Linked DNA regions of Mus musculus: region 2 is linked to region 1. The links are chromatin contacts, called in public Hi-C maps. All regions are on one chromosome and are shown on one strand. The core of a region is the stretch at or near the end of the contact, and the rest is flanking DNA. Distances in the headings are between cores, read along the strand shown.

What was found. Hi-C and Micro-C count contacts between places; a contact is called where the count stands out from the background.
Region 2: a Hi-C map of Th1 cells shows a contact between it and region 1, with 1.8 times the contacts expected there. The contact joins the promoter of Sgo1 here to the enhancer-like site in region 1. A contact is called at or near these places in 1 of 39 promoter capture datasets (macrophages), 2 of 15 datasets of contacts at CTCF or cohesin (CD8 T cells and the NIH/3T3 cell line), 16 of 484 Hi-C or Micro-C datasets (the Ba/F3 cell line, Th1 cells, Th17 cells and 9 more), 8 of 115 datasets of contacts at active chromatin or transcription factors (the HPC-7 cell line, embryonic fibroblasts, embryonic stem cells and 1 more) and 3 of 9 other capture datasets (adipose tissue, liver and pancreatic islet).

What each region holds. Positions count from the first base shown.
Region 1 is chr17:53,648,653-53,653,974 of GRCm38.p6, forward strand. It overlaps Kat2b (K(lysine) acetyltransferase 2B), which reads left to right. Exons shown (of 18, transcript NM_020005.4): 9 at 95-231; 10 at 4,370-4,578. Among named protein-coding and RNA genes, the nearest start is that of Sgo1, 38 kb to the right of the region's middle. Within about 2 kb of position 2,224, at least 46 of the 459 cell types and tissues checked have an H3K27ac peak or open chromatin away from gene starts, as enhancers often do. A contact at or near this core is called in the NIH/3T3 cell line, Th1 cells, Th2 cells and 6 more, where this site is marked.
Region 2 is chr17:53,687,927-53,692,993 of GRCm38.p6, forward strand. It overlaps Sgo1 (shugoshin 1), which reads right to left and starts at 1,389. Exons shown (of 9, transcript NM_028232.2): 1 at 1,285-1,389; 2 at 64-194. It also overlaps the pseudogene Gm31532.

The sequences.
Region 1 (5,322 bases), core at 974-3,473:
CATCTCCTCCCCAAGTACATTAGATCCATCAGTATGTATTTCCATTTCAAACCATCCATTTTTTTTCTTTTGCCTTTTATTTTGAACATCACAGGAGAAAAGAGGAAAATGAACAACTCTCATGCTCCCGAGGAGGCCAAGAGATCTCGAGTGATGGGGGATATTCCCGTGGAATTGATCAATGAGGTCATGTCTACCATCACAGACCCTGCAGGGATGCTTGGACCAGAGGTCAGCAGGGTGAACAAGGCACCTTCTGGTCTCCCTGCCACACTAGCTGTCACAGATGAGGGTGGGGTGCTGAGAACACACTGCTGGTCACCTGTAACCTAGAGGCCACTATAGGGAGGTCAGGAGTGGCTAACCAAGATGTGGTTCCCTTTGATAAATATCAATTACAGGGGCACAAACTACAGTTTCAAGTAGTTGGGAACGTTTCCATAGTGAAGAATTTCAAGCTTCCACCAGCAATGCAAAAGACAAAACAAAAGAAAACAAAAGAAAACGAAACACCCATGGACTGTGTTGTGCTGAGAAGCGTCAGTGATTACCTCCTTTTTTCCTTTCTTGACCTCCTTTTCCTCTCCTGTGAACCTTTTAGAATCATTGCAGAGTCCGAAACAGATATAATAATACATCACACCTAGTGCATCTGCCTGTGTCTCATAGGAAAGCAATTCTCTTATATAATCACGTGAGTTAGCACTCAGGAAATTTAACTTCATTATAAGGTTCTCTGGTTTAGGGTTGGCAGACTGTAGCCTACCAGTCATGTCTGCTGCTCAGCTTGTGGGCTAAGGAATTGGGTGTCAGCTTCTTACTCGCTAGGAGTGAAGGTGTCCAGCGTCGTAGGCTGGAAATCGCTTTTCTGGGCTGTGTTAATTGCTAACCATTGCGCATAGCAGGAAAATGGAATCACTGAGGCTTGGAATGTGTGTCTTGCAAAAAAAAAAAAAAAAGTTCATCTCTTGACTTTTCAGTGGAAAGTTTGCTGACTTATGGCCTAATTTTCAACCTCTAGGTCCAGTGACCATCTGACCAATTTATGCTATTCATAATATGCGTTATTGTTGGAGGCTCAGTTAAGAACCAAGCATAGAATTCAGTATTCATTTCTTCATCTTTTTATCTTCCTTCTCTCTGTCTCTGTCTCTCTCCTTCCTCCCTCCCTGCCTGCCTCCCTGCCTCCTTCCTTCCTTCCTTCCTTCCTTCCTTCCTTCCTTCCTTCCTTCCTTTCCTTCTCTCTCTCTCTCTCTCTCTCTTTCTTTCTTTCTTTTTTTTTTCCTGGACTGGTCTCATGTAGTCTAGGCTGATCTTGGACTATCTATATAGCCAGGATTAATGACCTTGAACCACCTTGCTAGGTTCATGTGGTGGTGGGGATCAAGTCAAGGGCTTGTTATATGCCATATTCCATACCTCCGAGCCATATCCCCGGCTCCTTAGTCTCCTTTAAAGCCATTCTCCAGGCCTTTTCTCTTCTCTTACAATGCTGTCTTTGTTGAGGAACTTTGTTAGCAAATTATGCATAATATCTCAGTGTGGATCTGTGTAATAGTTTAGGTCAATGCAGGTAAAACATTTTGGTTGAAAGTCTGCTCTCATCTTATTGTAAGACATCCAGGAACAGGGAGGCTCAAGACGTTTCCAGGAAATGAACACATGACTTGGGTAGTAGTGTATAAACAACTTCTATCTTTTTGGTGTGGCTTTGCTAGATTAAATCAGTAAGTTTCATACTGCTCTGTTTTTGTGACTCTTTTATTAATGTCAAAGATCATTTGGAGGATTGAGTGTTGCAACAGAACCATCTCATAAAATTCATTCCTTCTGGACTGACTATCCAGTCTGTGGGGACCTAAAGCTGACCTTCTGTGTATTGGCTTTAGGGGTTTCGTAACTTCATACATGAGCCAGAGCTTGGCCTGCTCAGATGAAAAGTGGGGAGGCAGTCTCCCATTTCACAATCTGTTGCTGTAGTTAATAGTGTATCAGCATGCCCAAGAAAGCTGCTACAGTTTTAGACATTTTTGTAAGCTAGTTTTTAAATATCTTGGTCACTTGAAATATCTACCACAGTGATACCCAGTCACCTAGACAACTAGCCAGAGACCTCAAAGCTAGTGCTATAGTTAGGATTTTTCTTCCCAGCAGAGCTGTTTGTCAAAGATTTCCTTGCCCAGCATGAGGTGGATTAAAGCATGGGGTGCTGGCTCTAGGCCATGTAGCCTGCTGTGAGTTTTAAGTCTGGATCAATAGATACTTCTAGAAAGAAAAGTGTCTTCCCAAAAGAGGCACTAAGAATATAAATATGACTGCTGCTCTATTTCAAGAATTTGGAACCTGTTATCTTAATGGTCTTTAATTTATTATTATTATTATTATTATTTTCATTGCTTCTATGTTATTAATATGTTGTGTGAGTGACTCACTCATGCATCGAGGCTAGGGGACAACTTTCACAAGTCAGTTCTCTCCTTTAGTTGTGGATTCTGGGCCTCAAACCGAAGTCATCAGTTTTGTGCAGTGAACACTCTTACCTGATAATGCATCTTATTGGTTCTCTCTTAAAAATGAACACTGATTTATTTAATGTGCTTGTGTGTGTATGTGTTCATGCACCAGTGGAGACACCCAGGCCATGGTGTAAATATGGAGGTTAGAGGCCAGTGTGAGGGGATTCATTTTCACCTTCCGTCAGATGGGTCTTTGTCCAGGTATTGAACTTAGGTTCTCGGGTTTTGTATCAAGCACCCTACCTGCTGTGCCACCTGACTGCTCCCCCAATTCAAAAATTTTTATATTTATTTTTATTTATTTATGGCATATATCTGAGTACATGCCATGTATGTGTGGCTGCCCATAGAAGCCAGAAAGGGGCACTGGGTCCCCTGGAGCTGGAGTTGCAGGCGGTTGTGAGCCTCCCAATATGGGGGCTTGAAACCAAGCCTGCGTTCCCTGTAGACCAGCAGGCACTGTGAACTGCTGATCTTTTCCTCAAGCTCCGCTACCCTCCTTAGAGTTGGAAGATCATGCTCCGTATTCTATACTAGTGTGTCTGTGTCTGCTTATAGGCTACAGTAGCAACTGAATAGGAGAGAGGGGGTACACATGATTAAAAATATCTTATTTTATTGTTTAAATTACCTGTACATGTATATCTGTGTGGAATTATGTACATGTGCCCAAGGAGGCCAGAGGAGGGTGTCAGACTCTCAGGACTGGAGTTACAGGCAGTTGTGAGCCACCAAGTGTGTGTATTTTGTAGGACCCACACTTGGGTCCTCTCAAAGAGCAGTGCATGCTCTTAACCAAGGAGCCAGCTTTCTAACACCGCCCTAAAATATTGTCTTAAAGATAACTTTTGCGTTGATACATATGTTCACATGAGCATGGCAGGACATCGGTGCCCATGCATGGCAGATTCTCTCTCAAAACAAAAACAAACAAACAAACAAACCAAAACCCCACATAACTTGTTTGTTGATTAGTCTCAGTAGTCAGCTTGCACTACTGCTGGCCACCAGATCCACTTGAAATCCTAGGCTCTGGGGATCTGCACTCTGGTCCTCAAGTTATGCAGCAAGTGCTTTAGTTGGTGTGCTATCTCCTCAGCTCTTCTAAAATATTTTCTACAGGTTCTCTTACAAAACGATTTTCCTAATCAGAAGTGATATATATATTTCCTGTCCCTGGGCAAGCTGAGGTAGGAAGATTTTAGTTCAAGGCCAGCTTATACTACAGAGCAAGACCCTGTCTCAGAACAACAACCAAAAGTTTTCTGATGCCTAACCCATATAAAATATAATGCACATGCACTTATTAACTTTTCATAATGCTAATTTATCTACTTAATTCATCCACTTACTTTTGTGTGCGTGGTTTCCCATGCCTGTGTGTGCATCAGGGCCAGAAGAGGGTATTCAGTATCTTCCCCTACAACTTTCCTTCAAGCCTTTTGAGACGGGGCCTCAACCTAGGGCTTCAGCTTATTTTCTTGGTTAGGTTGGAAGCCAGCAAGCCCTAGTGACCCTTCTGTCTATGCCTTCATTGGAGCTGGGGTTACAAGTGTGCAAAAGGATGCTCGTGGCTTGTTCTATGGATACTGGGATTCCAAACTCCAGTCTGTCTGATTATATAGTAAACTTTTTTAACTGCTGATTCACCTATCTAACCTACTTAATTCACATTTCTATTTTGTCTTCATAACTTGTGGGATGTGGATGCACAGGGGCTCTTGTGCATATGTGTTTAAGACCCAGAAATTCACATCAGAGTCTTATCAGAACATGGAAAGAGTTCATATTATCCAGTCCACCACTTTCAAAGAAAAGCCCTTTGTAATCTATTCTTGTCTTCTGGATCCCAGACCAATTTTCTGTCAGCCCATTCGGCCAGAGATGAGGCGGCACGGCTGGAAGAACGCAGGGGTGTCATTGAATTCCACGTGGTGGGCAACTCCCTGAACCAGAAACCAAACAAGAAGATCCTGATGTGGCTCGTGGGCCTCCAGAATGTGTTTTCCCACCAGCTGCCCAGAATGCCCAAAGAGTACATCACACGGCTCGTCTTTGACCCGTAAGTTCAACTCATTCTTCCTTAGTTCCTCTCCAGTCCAAGGACGAACTGTTTATTTAGACAGTGACATTCAGCCCTTGGAATATAGCTGCCTTCTGTCCTACTGTTGATAGAGAGCCATACTGATATAACTTTCGGGTCAAAATCACTAAGATTAATCTATCAACACTTTTTACATTCTTATTAATAGACTGAAATTTTATAGCCACGAGAGCATAGAAATCCTAGGGTGTCTTACTTCATAGCCCATACATTCTTGGCTTTGTTATATTAACTAGGTACCACTGTAGACCAAGTACCCATAGGTAAGGTTGCACCAAAGTTGTGTTGGATCTTCAGGAGAAGTACAGAGGACAGCACCATATCTGCTATGCCATATACTCTGTAAACCTTGGGAAAACCATTGGGATTTTGGATATGTTAACCTACAAAATCTATGGGTTTAAGGAAAAACAAAACAAAACAACCAAGGATGAGGATGTAGTTCATCGGTAGAGGGCTCACCTAGCATAAACAAAGCCCTAGGTTCAATGCACAATTCTATCAATCAATCAATCAATCAATCAATCAATCAATCAGTCAGTCTGCAAAAAGCATGTATCCTGACAGTAGCAGATGGCAGACAGAGGTTTGAAAGTAAATCTGTGTTTATTGTTAATTTATATATAACAGACCCAACAAACCCAACAACAAGTAAGCAGATGTCTCCAATTGGCTGTATTTTGACCTAGTTAGCGAGACAGC
Region 2 (5,067 bases), core at 139-2,638, 38 kb after region 1:
AAATTTAAGAAACATAGGCTGTTCATCAAGAAGGGATTACAAAAGACTAAATTGTAAACTTACTTCAAAAAAAGCAATATTTTGATTTTCTGCTTAGAAATATTAAGTCAGGTGTTGTAGAATAATCCAAGCTACTAAAAAGGCTAAGGCAGGTGGGTCATAGATTTATGCTTGGGCTACATAGTGAAATTCATCTAAAACAAAACAAGAAGAAAAAAGATGTTAGAATCAAGCCATCATAAGAAAAAAAATCCCATAAAATGTCATTCATGCTTTTGCTATAACCTTATCTTCTACTATTTCATAGGAAAGTATTAAATAACTCCAGAAAGTATCAATTATTCATCTTATAGTAAATATTCATTGGAGGCGTACAACATTCTAGGCTCTATGGGAACTTATTATTTTGGGACAGGATATTGCTGTTACCCAGTCTGGTTTTGAACTTAAGAGCTCTCATGTCCTTCCTACCTCAGCCTCCTGAGTAGCTGGGACCACAAATGTATGAGCCATAAGCAGACTTACTTTTCTTACAATGTTTATAGCCAACCTTTAGTGTTTAGGATTACAGTATTAGTTCAGAAGCAATTTATATGTATATCTGGGTTTCTGTTTGGCAGCTTTTCTCTAGTAATTTTGGGGCTGAGAAAACATGTATTCATGTTAATAACAGTAGCGTGCTTCAAGCAAAATAAACTTCCTGGTCTCAAAATTGTAAACTGTTGCCAACCACAATGTGTGCATATAATTGTCACCACAAGAACTATCTTGATTCATCTCCTTTTAGTTAAGTGTTTTCTTGAATCTCTTCTTGAGTATTCTCACCAGGACGTATTTTCCTCCACGCATAATGAAGCCTTAAATTGGTACTGTATATCTTATCTAACCCTTTATTTTTACCAATGTGTATATACGATAGATTGGAGAGGGGAGTTCAACAGAATAAATGCAACGACTTCTTATAAGAATGGGTGGGTCACCATCAAGTTTTAAAAGTTTGCACCGGAGACATCTGAGTGACACACAGAATGAATAACTGATAGAGTTAAAGTTAATTACAGTTTGTTCGCGTGCGCGAGCACAGTGGGATGGAAATCGGGCCTTGTGCGTGCTAGACAGTGCAAGTCGGCGAGAACACCCCTTCCTCCGGCCCCTATCTAAAAAGTTTTTGCTACTTTGATTGAGCAAAAGCCCTGTCGATTTCGGGGTGCTCGCTTTCGCGAGCGGAACGCGTCGTCCGGTCGGAGAGATACCTCCAGTCCCGCCGCCCGTACCGCTCCGTACCTCGGCCACTCAGGTCCGGACGAGCAGATGCAACCTCCCGCTCCGCCGCGCTCCGCAGCTACCGCCGCCACATTCGAAATTCTGCGTTACGCGTATCCATTGGCTGGCCGGACACCATCACGTGACACTCCGGCCCGCCCTTCTCCGTAGACGCAGCGCCCGGCCCCGGGGAATGGCATCACGTGGCGCGCCTGCGCACGCGCAGCTGTGGCTGGGGTGGGGTAGAGGGGGTGGAGTCAGGCTGGAATTGAGGCCTTGGCTCGGCGTCCGCCTTCCCACAGCCTAGAGATCTAGCGACTTTGAGACTGGGTCTTGTCTGGGTGCGTCCCTGACTTCCGGTTAGACCTGGGGTGTTGACGCAGGCCTGAGAGCCCAGCTCTCAGAAGGCTGAGGCAGGAGAATGACGAGTTCGAGTTGAAGCCTGAGTTGGAGCACGAAAGATCCAAACAGATCCTGGCGTGGCTTGTCAGGGCGCCCAAGGCCGCGCAGCTCTTGTGCTCCGGGGCGCGCCCGTGTGGCAAACGTCCATCCAGCACGTTTAGCGCAGGCTCAGCGAAAGGACTGATGTGAGAGACTGGGCTCTCCAGGTTCAGCCCGCTGGCGAGATCTGCGGGTGGGCCTGGCTGATTCAAGAAGAAACGCCAAGTGACAGCCCGATCCTGTCCTGTGCATTTACGGAAGAGATTTACAACCGGCTGCGCTCACCTCAGAAGTCATTGTAGTGCAGCAGCCGTGACTGAATTAGAAGGTCATCTTGTGGGATCCGTTTTTTAAAGTGCTTTCCCGGGAACAATCTAAACTTCTTTATCAGTTCCTGATAATAGTCAAGGAATTGGGTTTAGTCATGCTGAGAAAAGTTCGGCACGCTTACACATCAGGCAGCGTTACTGGGTAGTTCTGAAGGCACACAAAGAAAATGGGAAGGGGAAGGTGGCAGCAGGGAGCCCTACCACAAGACATTTGGAGCCTCCACAGTTGAGTGATTGCTTCATAAGTCATATCCTTGGCAGATGTCTTGTGCCATAAGGTAGATAGATATACGTAGCCAATATAACAAGTTATATTTTACTATGCTGGTCATCACACAAGGTTCACACTCTTAATTTCTTACCTAGGGTCCTAAGATTATCGTTCCACGGCTGCTCATTTATGGCTCTCTTCTTTGTTTTCTGTTTGTTTTTGTTTTTGAGACAGGGTCTTCTTGTAGCCCAGGATGACCTCTAACTCCTTACGCTGTAGAGAAGTCTCTCTGTGTACCTTTGACTGTCTTGGAACTCACTATATATTTGAGGTTGGCCTCAAATGCAAACAGATCCACCTGCTTCTGTCTCTTGAATGCTAGATTAAATGTGTGTACCACCATGTCCATCTCCTAAAAAAGTTTGGTTTTGGTCTGTTTATTTGGCATTCAAAAAACAAAACAAAGCAAAACAAAACAACGGGTTAAGGCAGGTTTTTTACACAGCCTAAGCAGACTTCAAATTCGTGATATTTCTGCGATGACCAGGAACACACAGAGATATGCTAGTCTTGGCCTCCCAAGTGCTGACATTAAAAAAAATTTTTTAAAAAAGATTCCTTTGGAAATGTGGATATGATCCAGATATCAAAAGCTTTTGCTGCTCTTGCAGAGGACCTGAGTTCAGTTCTGAGCACCCATGTCAGGCAGCTCACAACCACCTCTGACTTCAGCTCCAGATTTGATGCCCTCTTCATGGGCACCTGTGTACAGCATGTGGCATACGTGATCAAAGAGAACACATACATATATACAAAAATAAGAATTAAAAAACCCTTTGAAAGATTCTTTAATACTTACCATGTCATGTGCTGTGTATTAATTTGAATAGCATACAAATGTTAGAAACTTGGTGACCAAAAGTTTTAAGGAATTTGTCAGAACCAAAATGCAGCAAACTATCACATCATTTTGGTACCCACTTATATTGGCTTAGTCTTTTCCTTTGTTGAGCAGTCCCAAGCTGTGGAGAACCTATATAAGTGTACAGTAGACAGACAGGCTGGGGAAAGTCCTACTTTTTAGATTGCTTGTAGCTTTCATCTGCATGTTTTAGAAATGTATCTTAACCACTTGAAATAACTTATTAAACCTCAGAATCCTTGCTGTATACTTCTATTTTAGAGGGTTGAATTTCTCAGCCTAGTGCCAAGAATGTAAGTATTTAATTGAATTTACTGCCTGTGGCAGTTTGGATATGCTTGGGCTATGGGAAATGGCACTATGAGGAGGCCTTGTTGGAGGGAGTGTGTCACTCTTTAGGCAGGCTTTGAGGGCTCCCAGGCTTAATTGAATGCTGCTGAAACAGTCTCTTTCTTTCTGTCTTCAGATCAAAATGTAGACCTCTCATCTCCTCCTAAACCATGTCTATCTGCAGGCTGCCATGCTTCCTGCCATGATGATAATGAACTGAACCCCTGAAACTGTAAGCCAGCTCCAATTAAATGCTGTCCTTTATAAGAGTTGCCTTGGTCATGGTGTCTCTTCACCATAGAAACCCTAACTAAGATGCTGGCCGTGCTGGCGTTTTGTTTGTTTGTTTTTGAGACAGCGTCTCATTATGTAGCTTTGGCTGGCTTGGACATAGGTATGTGGATCAGACTGACCTAGAACTCATACAACCTACTGTCTTTGCCTCCTAAGTGTGTGTTTAAGGTATGAGCCACTACACTGCATTCCTATTTTGGCATATTAAATCTCCCCTGTAGGCTCATGGGTTTGAACACTTTATCTCTACATGGTAACGCTGTTTCGGGTGGTTGTAAAACCTTAGGCTATGAGACACAGCTGGAGGAGGTGGGAGGGTTGGGGATGACTGCTTTGGGCCTAGGCTCTCTCTGCTCTGCTCAGTGGCATGTACAAGCATTTACTGCACACTCCCACTGCCACACATCTAGTCTGTCATCCTGCCTTTCCTGCCATGATGGACTTACAACTCCTGAACCATCTCTCCTCCCTTAAGTTGCTTCTGTCATGTATTTCATCACAGCAACATAAACACATGTAACGTAAGCGCATGCTCTGCTCTGTGCCAGGGCGTTCTATGTATTGCTTTATTTATTTTTTATCTTTTTTTTTTTTCCAGAGCTGAGGACCGAACCCAGGGCCTTGCGCTTGCTAGGCAAGTGCTCTACCTCTGAGCTAAATCCCCAACCCCTTATTTATTTTTTTAAATCATAATAAGTCTATGGTGTTTATTGTTAAAAACTGTGTACTTACTCAACATGATATAGAGATATTCATACACAAATAGGTGTATTTGTGTGTTTCTTTAACTTGGATGAGTGTTTGCTTGCATGTGTGCATGCACATTATGTCTACTACCTGTGGAGTCAGGAGAAAACAGCAACCTCTGGGAACTGGACTTACAGATGTGGGTGCTAGAAAACTGAACTGAAGTTCTTTGCAAGACAACAAGTGCTCTTTACTGCTGATCCTTCACTCTAGACTCAGTAGATTTTTTTAAAATTTGGTATATATATATTTTTTTTTTTCCCGGAGAGATAGGGACAGATATACAGATAGACAGAGACAGAGATAGGAGTTGGGAGGATGAAGATGTAGGGAGGGTCTGGGAGGACTTGGGGGAGAGGAAACCATGATTAGATTATGTTGGATGAAAAAATTGTTTTAATGAAAAGAAAAAGAAAAGGTATACTCTAAAAATGGTGTTTAGGCTTGTTTTGGTTAACAATGCAGATAATTGGTAATCTAAAGATCTGCTTTTTTTTTTTTTTTTAATTTACTTTGCAGTTGCATTTTTT